Linked DNA regions of Mus musculus: region 2 is linked to region 1. Evidence: chromatin contacts called from public Hi-C data. All regions are on one chromosome and are shown on one strand. Each heading gives the region's core, a stretch centred on a gene start, on an enhancer-like site or on the middle of the called end of the contact. The rest is flanking DNA. Distances are from core to core; before and after follow the strand shown. Region 1 has its middle 100 kb from the start of Gm36561. Region 2 overlaps Kcnk2 (potassium channel, subfamily K, member 2).

The links. A called contact is a pair of places that touch in the nucleus more often than the background predicts.
Region 2: a Hi-C map of cerebellar granule neurons shows a contact between it and region 1, with 2.0 times the contacts expected there. The contact joins two enhancer-like sites. A contact is called at or near these places in 7 of 484 Hi-C or Micro-C datasets (cerebellar granule neurons, embryonic fibroblasts, embryonic retina and 2 more) and 1 of 9 other capture datasets (embryonic stem cells).

What each region holds. Positions count from the first base shown.
Region 1 is chr1:189,134,554-189,140,185 of GRCm38.p6, reverse strand. No RefSeq gene overlaps it. Among named protein-coding and RNA genes, the nearest start is that of Gm36561, 100 kb to the right of the region's middle. Within about 2 kb of position 2,460, at least 5 of the 459 cell types and tissues checked have an H3K27ac peak or open chromatin away from gene starts, as enhancers often do. A contact at or near this core is called in cerebellar granule neurons, where this site is marked.
Region 2 is chr1:189,215,290-189,220,921 of GRCm38.p6, reverse strand. The region is part of intron 6 of Kcnk2 (potassium channel, subfamily K, member 2); the gene reads left to right. Among named protein-coding and RNA genes, the nearest start is that of A430027H14Rik, 120 kb to the left of the region's middle. Within about 2 kb of position 2,556, at least 29 of the 459 cell types and tissues checked have an H3K27ac peak or open chromatin away from gene starts, as enhancers often do. A contact at or near this core is called in cerebellar granule neurons, where this site is marked.

The DNA.
Region 1 (5,632 bases), core at 1,211-3,710:
CTTGATCTGTCCTTAAGCTACAGCTTGACAAATGGGGTACGTATGTCTCAGCCTGAATATGAATGAACTGCCCACACCATTCACCTTTTAAAGCTGAATTTATCAAATGGAAGTCTCATCAGGGTATAAAGACCAGGCTTCTTCTGTTTCTTTTACGTTTTATTTCTGTTCTCTGGCCATGTCTACCGCCCTCTTTCCCTCCCTTTTTTTCTTCTTTTTTTTAATTGGATATTTTCTTCATTTACATTTCAAATGCTATCACAAAAGTCCCCTATACCCCCCCCTCCCTGCTCCCCTACCCACTCACTCCCACTTCTTGGCCCTGGCGTTCCCCTGTACTGGGGCATATAAAGTTTGCTAGACCAAGGGGCCTTTCTTCCCAATGATGGCCGACTAGGCCATCTTCTACTACATATGCAGCTAGAGATACGAGTTCTGGGGTACTGGTTAGTTCATATTGTTGTTCCACCTATAGGGTTGCAGTCCCCTTCAGCTCTTGGGTATTTTCCCTAGCTCCTCCATTGGGGGCCCTGTGATCCATCCAATAGCTGACTGTGAGCATCCACTAATCAGCCACCAAACCCAGACACTATTGCAGATGCCAGCAAGATTTTGCTGAAAGGACCCTGATATAGCTGTCTCCTGTGAGGCTTTGCCAGTGCCTGGCAAATACAGAAGTGGATCCTCTTTCCCTCCTAATCTCACTTTCTCTCTCCATTTCTTTCTCTTCCTTGCCCCTGTATGTAGCAGTGGCTTCGCATTCATAGGATGGAGCAGGGTGGGGCGTACTTCATCCTTGCTATCAATCTGGGTCCCTGCCCTGCTTGCGGCACTGTTCTGTCCAGTCTTAGAGTACCCTGTGCCTGGCTCTCTTGCACCAAAGTGTCTGCTGCTCTGTTAGCAAGACCAGCTTTCTCGTCCTCATTCCGTCTCTGATGCTTAACCTTCACCATGTCGTTCTAACACCTCTCCCCTTCTGGAACTAAAATGCACACACGCTGCTGCTTCGTTAGGAGGTCCCTGCTCATTTTTAACTGCAGTAGTTCTGTGAATTGAAAACAAAAGCCTTTGGGCTGTTTACATGTTCTTGCTTGTGGTTTGCTGTAAAGTCACAGGGTAATGAAAAAATCCTCTTCAGGGGATCCATTCATTCTGAAAGGGACCTCTGGAGAGTAAAAATGGCATTAGTCACTGTGAAGGGTCCCAACCTGACCCACAGACCCAAACTTCCAGTGTTAATAAGGGGAGGCCTGAGAGTCAGTCCTGTTGGGGCCTCACCCAGGGGACAAATCTTGATCAAATGCCAAAGTTTAAAGTTTTTAGATTTTAAAAACAAAAGCCACACCAAACTCTCAGAAATAGTTGCTGAGGGAAGGCTTTTGGTCGTTGCTGTTTTTGGTTTGGTTTGGTTGTTTGTTTGTTTGTTTCAAGGAAGTTACAAACTATCCAAATCCGTTTAAAAGTTTTCAGGGTGTCAATCAGATTGCTAAACAAATAACTACAATGTGATGGCAAAGTACTGACTCTTGCCTTCTGTCTTCACTGCTGTGGCTGGAAGGTCTACACAGTGCCTGGTTCCAGCTAGGAACCTCTCCATGGAGGGTTTATAAACGAGTGGACATTCAGGCACGACTGCAGCTGGCTGGACACAAGGTCGCTTGTAGATGAGGTCCTTTATGAAGATTGGCAGGATGAAGCTGTTGCCTTTATAGGGAAACGGTTAAAGGTAGAACGTGCTAGAAACGGGGGTACGATCCTGTGAGGGAATGAGAAGGCAGGGTCTCTGTATCGAGTGATGAAGAATCCAGTGTCCCCTCTCAACCCCAGGGCTCCCGTTCAGACACTAACAACTGTCAGTCTTTACGGCATGGTGGAGAAAAATGATAGATCCTGTAAAATTCAGAAAGGAATTCTGTGTTTTCCGTGGAAGGCTCACTCTGTCCTCCAGTCTGAGGAGGGAGGTTGCTCTTTCATCCCAAGCCCGGACATTTTTCTCCTCATTTATTGCTCCGATCTGGTAGCCCTCATCCCTGGCAGCTCATCTGAATCGCCAATGAAACACAAAAGCCCCCCCCCCCCATGCCCTCACATCTGTCCATCTTCCACCTCTACTTTGATTGGATTGGACTATCATGGAGGACAGGCACTAGTGGGTTTGATTTTCCTGGTTTGTTTTTAAGATCTCAGAGGGTTTTAGTAGTTGTCTGAAGATGAGAGATTTTTCCCAGTCCCACAGTTTAGAAGTCGATGTGTCTACTGGAAAGGCATTCAGTTTTTCCTGGCTCTAAGCATTCACTATATCGTCCATCCCTGTTATCCTGATCTGGCCTTCATGCCCCTCAGTAGCCTCTGAAGGTTCTACCTGATTACCTTTTAAATGTGTTTGCAGGACCTTTAAAAATAGCCCTTTGCAAAGGACTCCAAAATGTTGCTTACACACATAAGTATATGCAATAATTCTATTTTGGTTCAGAAAATGACTATCTCAACCTAGAAAATATGTCAACAAGTGGTCCGTAAACAGCAGACAGGGCTGAAATCACATCATTGGAATGTCAGCACATGGGAGAAGAGAATCGTCTCTGTGTCTTCAAACAAAACATCCTTTAAAAAAAAACAAATCTGTTTTTAGAAATCATCTCTGGAGAATCAAAAACAAAGGTTCAAAAGCCATAACAGAGTAGGGCTATATTATCTGAGGAGAAAAATATATATGTATTTCTATTTAAAAACACACGCAACTTAGCCTGACTGTAGCTCACTATTTCTGTCTGGGAAACAAACAGAATATTCTGGCCCTAATACTTCATGAGATGTGATGAACTGTTAGTGTCCCAATGGCTTGTTTTTTTCTAACTAGATGAGAAATGAAATTGGAATTTTCAAAGTCCAATGTCGCTTCTGAACCAGCTACACAGACCAAAATACATCTACCTCCTGCTTCTACTCAGAACTGAACAGCTGGCCTCAGCAGGACTTGAACTAAGCAGCCCTTTGAACCTTGGCTCTGCCCCCCACCCCTCCCATTGGCTGCCACTCACAGTATCTGTTTAGTTAGGTACGCATTAGTGAGCTATAAACCACCATGTCTTCTACACATTTTGAAGAAATGCGTGATTTTAAATACATGGTGAGAGCAAAATTTGTGGGCTATATCAGCCCATGGATTGTTTTGACACAACTATCAATTAGGAAATCACAACGGAAATTAAAATCTACAGGAGAAAGAGAATGGCTGGTGGCCAGCATTACCCGGACTTGAGATGGAATTATTGGTCCTTAGGAAGAGGAGAAACTGTCCAAAACAACCCTGGAAACTCGGCCACATAAAACCTGATTCTGGCAGGGAACTGCTTCCATTTTCAAGGCAGGATAGAGAAATGATCTGAAGGTACCGTTTAGCTTCACACACAAGGACTTGGGAATGAAGCCATCCCTTCCTTGATTTTATTTATAAGAATTTTTCATATTTATGAGAAACGGAAGGTGAAGTCAGGAGACTGCACCTAAGAATATCTTTATACCCCTTTGCCTCAGCAACGCAACAATAACCAATATGCGTACATTCATTATGCCTCTAAAGCAGAGAGTTCTAAATCCGTTGCTAGCAGTGAGTCTTGCATCTGGAGATACTATGGATGGGTCATAATACCTGTGAGGGCCGACTGAGGGAGCTGAATTCTGCATGATTAAGATTGAAGATGTTCCACTAAGAGTAAATTAGATTTTAAGTGAGTTTACTTGTGGATTAATAATGGGAGAAAACGTGGATAAAAGCTAGCTATCTTAGAATGGAAGCGCGGGGGCATTTGAAACTCCTTATTACCACGTATTGTTTATGACTCCAGACTGCCAGCCTAGCAATTCACGTGGCTGACTCATAGGCTCCTCAAAACTGACGTGTCCTAGAGCCAGGCCTCCCACCTCATAAGGGGTTTCGTTGTTTTGTTTTTTCTAGGTTCCTCACCTTCCCCAAGTCTTTCTCAGGCACACCTTCCCAGTAGCTCAGGTCAAAATCGTTGTGGTCCTTGGTGACTTTTCTCTGTCTCATCTCATATTCACTTAATTTCCTGGCATGGCTGTCCCACAGGCTCTCACCACCTGCACGACAGTCCTCTGGAACTCTGCCTGCTTCTCCCCAGCTAAGCTCTCCTTGTTACACACTCGCAACACAGTAGCCAGGTGACCCTATTAAAGAGTCAGACATTTATGTTCCCCTCTCCTTATGTCTCTCCTCTTAGCTGCCTGCTCCCTGGCGTTTCTGGACTATTAGGCTCCAGCTGCAGAGACTCTTTAGCAAGTGTTGCCTCCACCAGGTGAGTACTTCCTCCTGTGTCTGCAAGCCTCTGCCTCTCCTAGGCTTATGTTTGGAAGGAGTCCTCATGGAAAGACGACCCCTGGCCCTCCTATGCTAGCACTTACTCTGTGACACATGGGAATGCCTGGATGATGCCATGTTCCCTGGACAAATACAGATGTTGGTGGATTGGTTGGATTTGATCTGATACTGCTTGGGACGGTTTATTCCTGGCTCTTGGTTGCTTCCATTCCTCTTTCCTTCATTTTCAGTTTTCATTCCTTGAAACCTAGCATCTGAGCCTATGATCTGGGTTCTTAGATGTATTACATATATGATTTTGATTGCTTTAAGCTTTCTTCTAGCCTTTGAAGATATTCATGCATACATGCACATGACACGTGCACACACACACACAAATAATAAAGTATTTTTAATTGTGAGTGTGATGAGCATTAGGCAAGGAAGGCAGCAGAGACATCACAAACGCTGGTTGGCTACATGTCAAGACCACTGCTCTTCTGCTTATAGGAGCTCCTCTCTGTCTGCCTCATGTTCCGCTTGCCATGATGGAGCCAACGTGAACCCTTTGAGAACGTCCCATGACCCCAGCTTCAATTCCAAAGCTGGCGGTGGGATATACACAGAAGAGAGTCTTCTCCTCTCCTCTTAGAACACTGCTCCAGCTCCCATCTATAAATTCAGTGTGAATATATTGTTGATTCGGACAATGACCCTTCACCATATTAAGATGTCTTAATAACACATCACCACCTTGCAATACTCACCGGGCAAGACAGTTCTGTCACACATCCCTAACTGTCTTCACTTTCACGTACTTCAAGTCATATGTCCTCTTTTGTGGTTTGTGTCATTGATTACTCAATACTGATTAATTTCCCATCAGCTTGATAAATTGGCATACTGTGTCAATTTGTAACATGGTAATTAAGAGAAGTAATTTCACTGAATATAGGAGCTCAATATTCAAAATAAAGCATATGGAACTTTTATCTACTGAAAATTACATTTCAAAAATAGCATTAAATTACAAAACCAAGCCAGTTTAATCTTGAGAGAATATTAAGCCACACTCATCGGCTTAAGTGCCTCATTTTAGATTATTTTAATGGTTATAGCAGAATGTTCTTTTAATGAGTGTTAGATTTTCATGTCAAGAGCTAACGTTTAGAACTCTACTAGTTTCAAATGTGCTCGTCTGATTAAGGTGGCAGAGTTCCAACGTGGGATGGGTCGCCTCAGCCACCCTTCAAGGTTCAGGACTGCATTAATAACTTGTATCTTTGCTGGGACAAAGTGCCTGATAAAGAGCAG
Region 2 (5,632 bases), core at 1,307-3,806, 81 kb before region 1:
TCAAGGTAAGTGTACAGTTTTGGGGGGAACTATTCTAAACTTGATGAATTTTCCAAGTTAATATAGAAGAACTAGAGCAGGGCTAAAATGGAGTGATGTCTAGTTTCTTGGTGACTGTTGCTAAATCGTTTAAAACCAGGACTCATGAGCCAGTACTACTTAATGCTGGAGAGTTTATGTGATGCCACCTGGGCCGAGGTCCAACAGTGTGATGCTGGTAGGCCATGCTTGTCAGAAGACCATGACTATTGCTTTGTAGGATAGGTATTTTCTATTAAATTTACCCTGGAAAAGATTATCTTACTAAAAATGAGGGGTATGGCTATGTCAGAGCAATTGCTTCCCATGAGCACGTCCCTGCCCAGCAATGGAGAAGCAGAAGGAAGGGAAAGTCAAAGGCCGGGGTGGGAAATTTTCCTTTTTCCTAGACACATGGTTGTACAGTTAGACGAGAAAGCATAGACCCACCGCCACCTCTCAGAAACAGACTCAACTTTGTACCTCTCAAAGATGGACTCTCAGACACAGATTCTGTACTCTTGGGGACTATGCAGCTGGCACTTTGAAGAGTTTATTTAGAAGAAAATAATCTCTTTATACAAGCACTTAAAAAGATCACACTTCTCAGAAGTTTAATTTGAAAATCATTTCCAAGACTGGAAAGTTCCGTGAAACTGTGCTGGGCTTCCTGCCTCCCAATGCAGACTGATGAGCCTTTGAGAAGTAGGCCCATTTAGACAGCCACAAAAGTCTGGACAAGGAAGGAACTCTTTCACTGCATGGAGTGGAAGGATAATAAATTGCATGTTAGTAAACTTAGCTGAGTTACAGTTCAAAAATCTGGACTCAAACAGATTCAGTTATTTTTTATTTACTTTATAATATTAAAAATTAAAGATTCCACCAAGCCATATTTGTGTGCATTAATATCCAGGTTGGATAGATTCTCAGGGACGATGACGTCTACTTCTGAAGCTTAAGACCGTACTGAGCCAATGAAAACCATCCCAGAACCCTGCTTCCAGGCTTTGTTCGCAGCTGGCTCTGCAGTATATTTCATCCGACAGATGCTGTCACCAAGGGATGATAGGAGAGAACAAAACACTACACCAAAATGTTTACATCTCCCAAAGAGCAACATAAATCCCAACACTTAGTGTATTAATAGGTGCCCAATGGTTAGAATCCAGTTACCATGTCATATACATATGATAGCATTCATTATTATATATGGTAATATTTAGTTATGAAACAATTCTACCTAAAGCTTAACCCCATCATGGTAGTAGAAAATGGTTTCTACAGGCGACAGACTTCTCAAAACACAGTTGCATCTTACAGGTTTTACTGCTACTGTGTTTACAATATGACATCTTACACATTTAGTTTTTTTTCTCTTTGCCGGAAACTCTTGATCAGAATATGATTCTGTAAATTACTGGCTTTTTGTCACAGGATATGAATATTTTTGAAACTGTTAAAATTGGTTCTGATGAGCAAATGAATAGGAGCCCGGGGTTTCTAGGTTGCCTTGTCTTTGGGCTGTGCCAGTGTACACGGACTCAGAATGCAAATATCAACCTTAGGACAGAGGTCCTGGTGTTCCCGCAGGGGGATGTCTGTGTTGGGCGGCAGTTGGCAGCGTCTCACTAGTTCAGCGATGCTCATATTTCTGGCACATCTCCATCAAGGCGGGGAATGAGCGCAGTTCTCTGAGTTACTGTTTTCCGAAGCACAATTGTAGATGTTGCCTTATAGAGTGTTTGGGGGGACAGAAGGCTGAAGGAGACAGAAGGCTGTAGATTAGGCTCTCACGGAGACTGCCTCATCTGTGATGGGAACCAGAGGAGTGATAAATACTCACATGAACACTGGCAATCGTCCTTTAGGATTTCTAAATTGTAAACATCCCAAAGAGGTGTCCTTCTTTGAGCAGTCAGTCAATCAGACAGTTTAGGAAAGTTACCCCCCCACCCCAAATGATAAAACTATTGCAAGTGCTTGTTTTAAGATGCATTGTTGCAGTTCAAAGGGTCTTGCTCTCGTTGTTTGGGATAACAGAAAGAACCAGAAGTCATAAGCTCTGGACCATTGCTGCAGAGGCAAGCCACCCAGGACTCTGTGAGCATCATGCTTTGCTGTCCCGAAAGGCCTTAGAGTCTAAACAAAGACCCCTAGCTACCAAGGGAGATGTTTGGTTTCTAAAGAGATGAATCCCATGAGGACACTATGCTAGTCACTTTTATCACTGATGGGGCAACATGCCTGATAAGTGACAACTGAAGGAGGGATGGATTTTTCTTTGATCCGTTTGGTGGGGGAAGGCACAGTTGTGCAGCTGTGAGGTGGTTCTACATTGCTCCTACAATCAGGAGGCACAGAGAGATGTGTGCTGGAGCCCATCTGGCTTTATCCTTTTACCTTTTATTTAGTCTGTCTCCAAGACCCCTACCATGATAGGAAGGATGGTTCCATTCACACTCAGCATGGCTCTCCCTCTCTGGAAAAGCCCTGGCAGGACAATCGCTAGCCAGCACAGATGGGGAAGGCCAGAGTCTGGGATTGCTTACAAGGTGTGGTCATGCAAGGCAGTCAGAGCTATGAAGAGAGCGAGAAGGGGTATGGTTAGAGGAGACTATGCAGGCCGGGCATTCTGGCGGCTGGAAACTCGGAAACAAGTTTTGAGGAAACATGCTGAGCCTTACCTATGCAGACCAGGCTAGGCATGAGTGCTTCTTGAAAGCTGCCTCTCCCTGTCAGGAGGAACAAGATGTCTTATCAGATGAGGAAACAGACTCCCTTTGACCTGATTATGTATAAGGAATCTTGAAGACTGGCTTGCCATATGTTCACCTGATTGGTCCAGCTGGCACTGGCTACATTCTCAATGCATGCACTCTTCCCAGAGCTGGAAATACCCAACAGGACCCAGCAGTCAAAACCTGCCTCCTGCCATGAAGCCAGACAAGCAAATTAAAGCAACAATTGTAACAAGTTGTACCGAGAGTGTTGTGAGGGAAGGACGGACTGTACACAGTGGCCCAGGAACAAACAGATGATCAAAATGGATTCTAGGGGAACGGCTTGGTGAGGACGTTTAGTTCCCTGCCAGCAGAAACTATCCCAGAGGAACGGGGAAACATTATTGTCTGGACGGAGAGATTGGCAAGCAAGCATAGACTGCTCAAGGAGCTGAAAGAAATCTACAGCGAGCTCCTGCAGGCAGAGCTGGGGACTTGAGTTTAGACTTGAGTCTGGAGGGATAGGCAAGCCTCAGATTGCGTGAGCTCCTCGGATGTGATGGAATAGTACAGAAGGTTATGGTTGCGGCATGGAGGCTGTGTTTGAGAAACAAGGGGATGCTAGGGGATTCAGGGTGGTTTGGGTGAGACAGCACAGTAGGGTGGAGGGCTGGGAAGGAGGTGAAAGGGAAGGGTGGCTCTGCAGGAACAGATGTGAGACCGGGTGCGAGGACGAGGAATGGGTGATGATGTTGTCTGACTTGGGCAGCTCAGTGGCTGCAGGTACTGGGATGGCGTGAAGCTTCAAATGCCAGGCTTCAGAAGTTCAGCAGTATCATCAGGGAAACCTGGGGCTTGCGGTGCCCTCGGGTCATCCGAGTGAGATGCCCTCAGAGCAGTCAGTTAGATACTGTGGGTTCAGGGGTGACCTGACCTAGAGATATGGATAAAAGAGACATCAGGAAGTATGGACGTATGATCGTTGAGATCATTGACAAACGGAAAGACATGGTTACCTGGGGGCAGGGGCGGGGGGGGGGAGAGAAAGAGAGAGAGAGAGAGAGAGAGAGAGAGAGAGAGAGAGAGACCCCCAAACCCAGAGGCACAAAGGCAAGTTAGGGGAAAATAAATAGAAAGGAACACAGAGTAGATAGGGGAGTACCAATCTGAACTGTTCCCACACAGCCATGACAGTGCAGAATTGAAACTGCAGCAGACCAGGCAGCGATGACATTTGCAACTATGGGATCAGGTAAGTTTAGGCCAGAGGGATGGTTTAGTGACAGAGGTTGGTTAGCCCATGGTCTATGAGGAAGGCACTGTGCGCTACCCACTTACTGCCTTTGCTGTTGTCAGTCAGAGATTATGAGAGTTAGAGAAAAGCTTGAAACATGTGGGATCCAAGAGAAGGCCTTTCAGGAAATGCCCAGGCTGAGGAAACCCATGGTGACCACTCAGGACCACCGTGTGCTCTCTGTTTGGTCATTATGTGAAGAACACTGCTATGTCAAAGGGAGAGGAAGTGCTATAGAAGCCAGCATGCCCAACCTGTGGGTTGTGACCCCTTTGGGGGATAGAATGACCCTCTCACTGAGGTCACATATCAGATATTTATATTATGAATCATAAAAGTGGCAACATTATAGTCATGATGTAGCAACAAAAATAATTTTATCATCTGGGGTCATCACAACATGAGGAAGTGTATTAAAGGGTCACAGCATTATGAAGGTTGAGAATCACTGGTTTAAGCTGCTATAAGGTTTTTAAAAGTAAAATCCAACAAAATAAAACCAACTTAATGTGTGGTGACTCATTATAATTTCCCAGAAGGCTATAAGGTATCAGAATTTCAGACAGAAAAAAAATTAATGTTCTAGCAAACATCATATTTTGGTGTTTTGAAATTTTTAAAATATTTATTTTATATGTACAGGTATTTTGCCTGCCTGCCTGCATGTGCACCACATGAGTTTAGTGTCCGCAGAGGTCAGAAGAGGCTCTCAGATCCCCTGGACCTGGAGTTAGAGATGGTTGGGAGCAGCCACATTGGTACTGAGACGGAAACCTGGCTCTGCCACAGGAGCAACCAGTGCTCTCAGCTGCTGAGCCACCACCCAACTCCAACATTTGTTTTTTGTTTTTTTTAATCTTTCTTTTTTTCTAACAGAGCACATTTACTTCTTGAATATATGGCTTAGTAGGTGTTAAACTGTGCAATTTAGGACACTGTGTTTGTAATTCAGTAGTTACTGAGTAGTTGTGAGGGTTGTATAAAGTTTTTTTTTTTCTTTCTTAAAGAAATGGGAACAAATTAACACTTTTCTTAGGAGCGGGGATACTTTTTCTTTCCTGTGCACGCCTTGATTTAGTTTTTGAAGGACTTGTCTTTTTCTCCATATTTCTGAGCATGAGGCTTGGCAGTTATGTTCCCTACGTCCAGTATCATGAAGCTGATACAGTGAAAATGGACACAATTGAGAGAGCATGAGCTATGAATAGCCCAAGGGTGTATTTTTATGAGTTGATACATTGTTTCCTTTAGGGGCCTCAAGCCACACCAATAGCATCACCAGCTGTAGGGTGTGTTTCCATCCAGTGTGAATTCTTTGTATTTCTCAGAAAGGTTTGTAGCTTTAAAATTAATCAATAATGATGATATCGTTGGGCGTCATATCAGCACTGGCCTCGTATTTACCAACCACAGAGTTCTTTGTGTTTTCAGGATACTCTCACAGGCATGCACATGTGTGCTCGCTCACCTCTCCTGCTCTGTCTTCTGTAGCAGCTGATCTCTCGTGCTTTATTCTAATGAGTCTGATGCTCAAGAATGGATGCTAACTGCCTGCCTATGGGCACGCAGGACATGATTATACACTGAGTCATTTCCT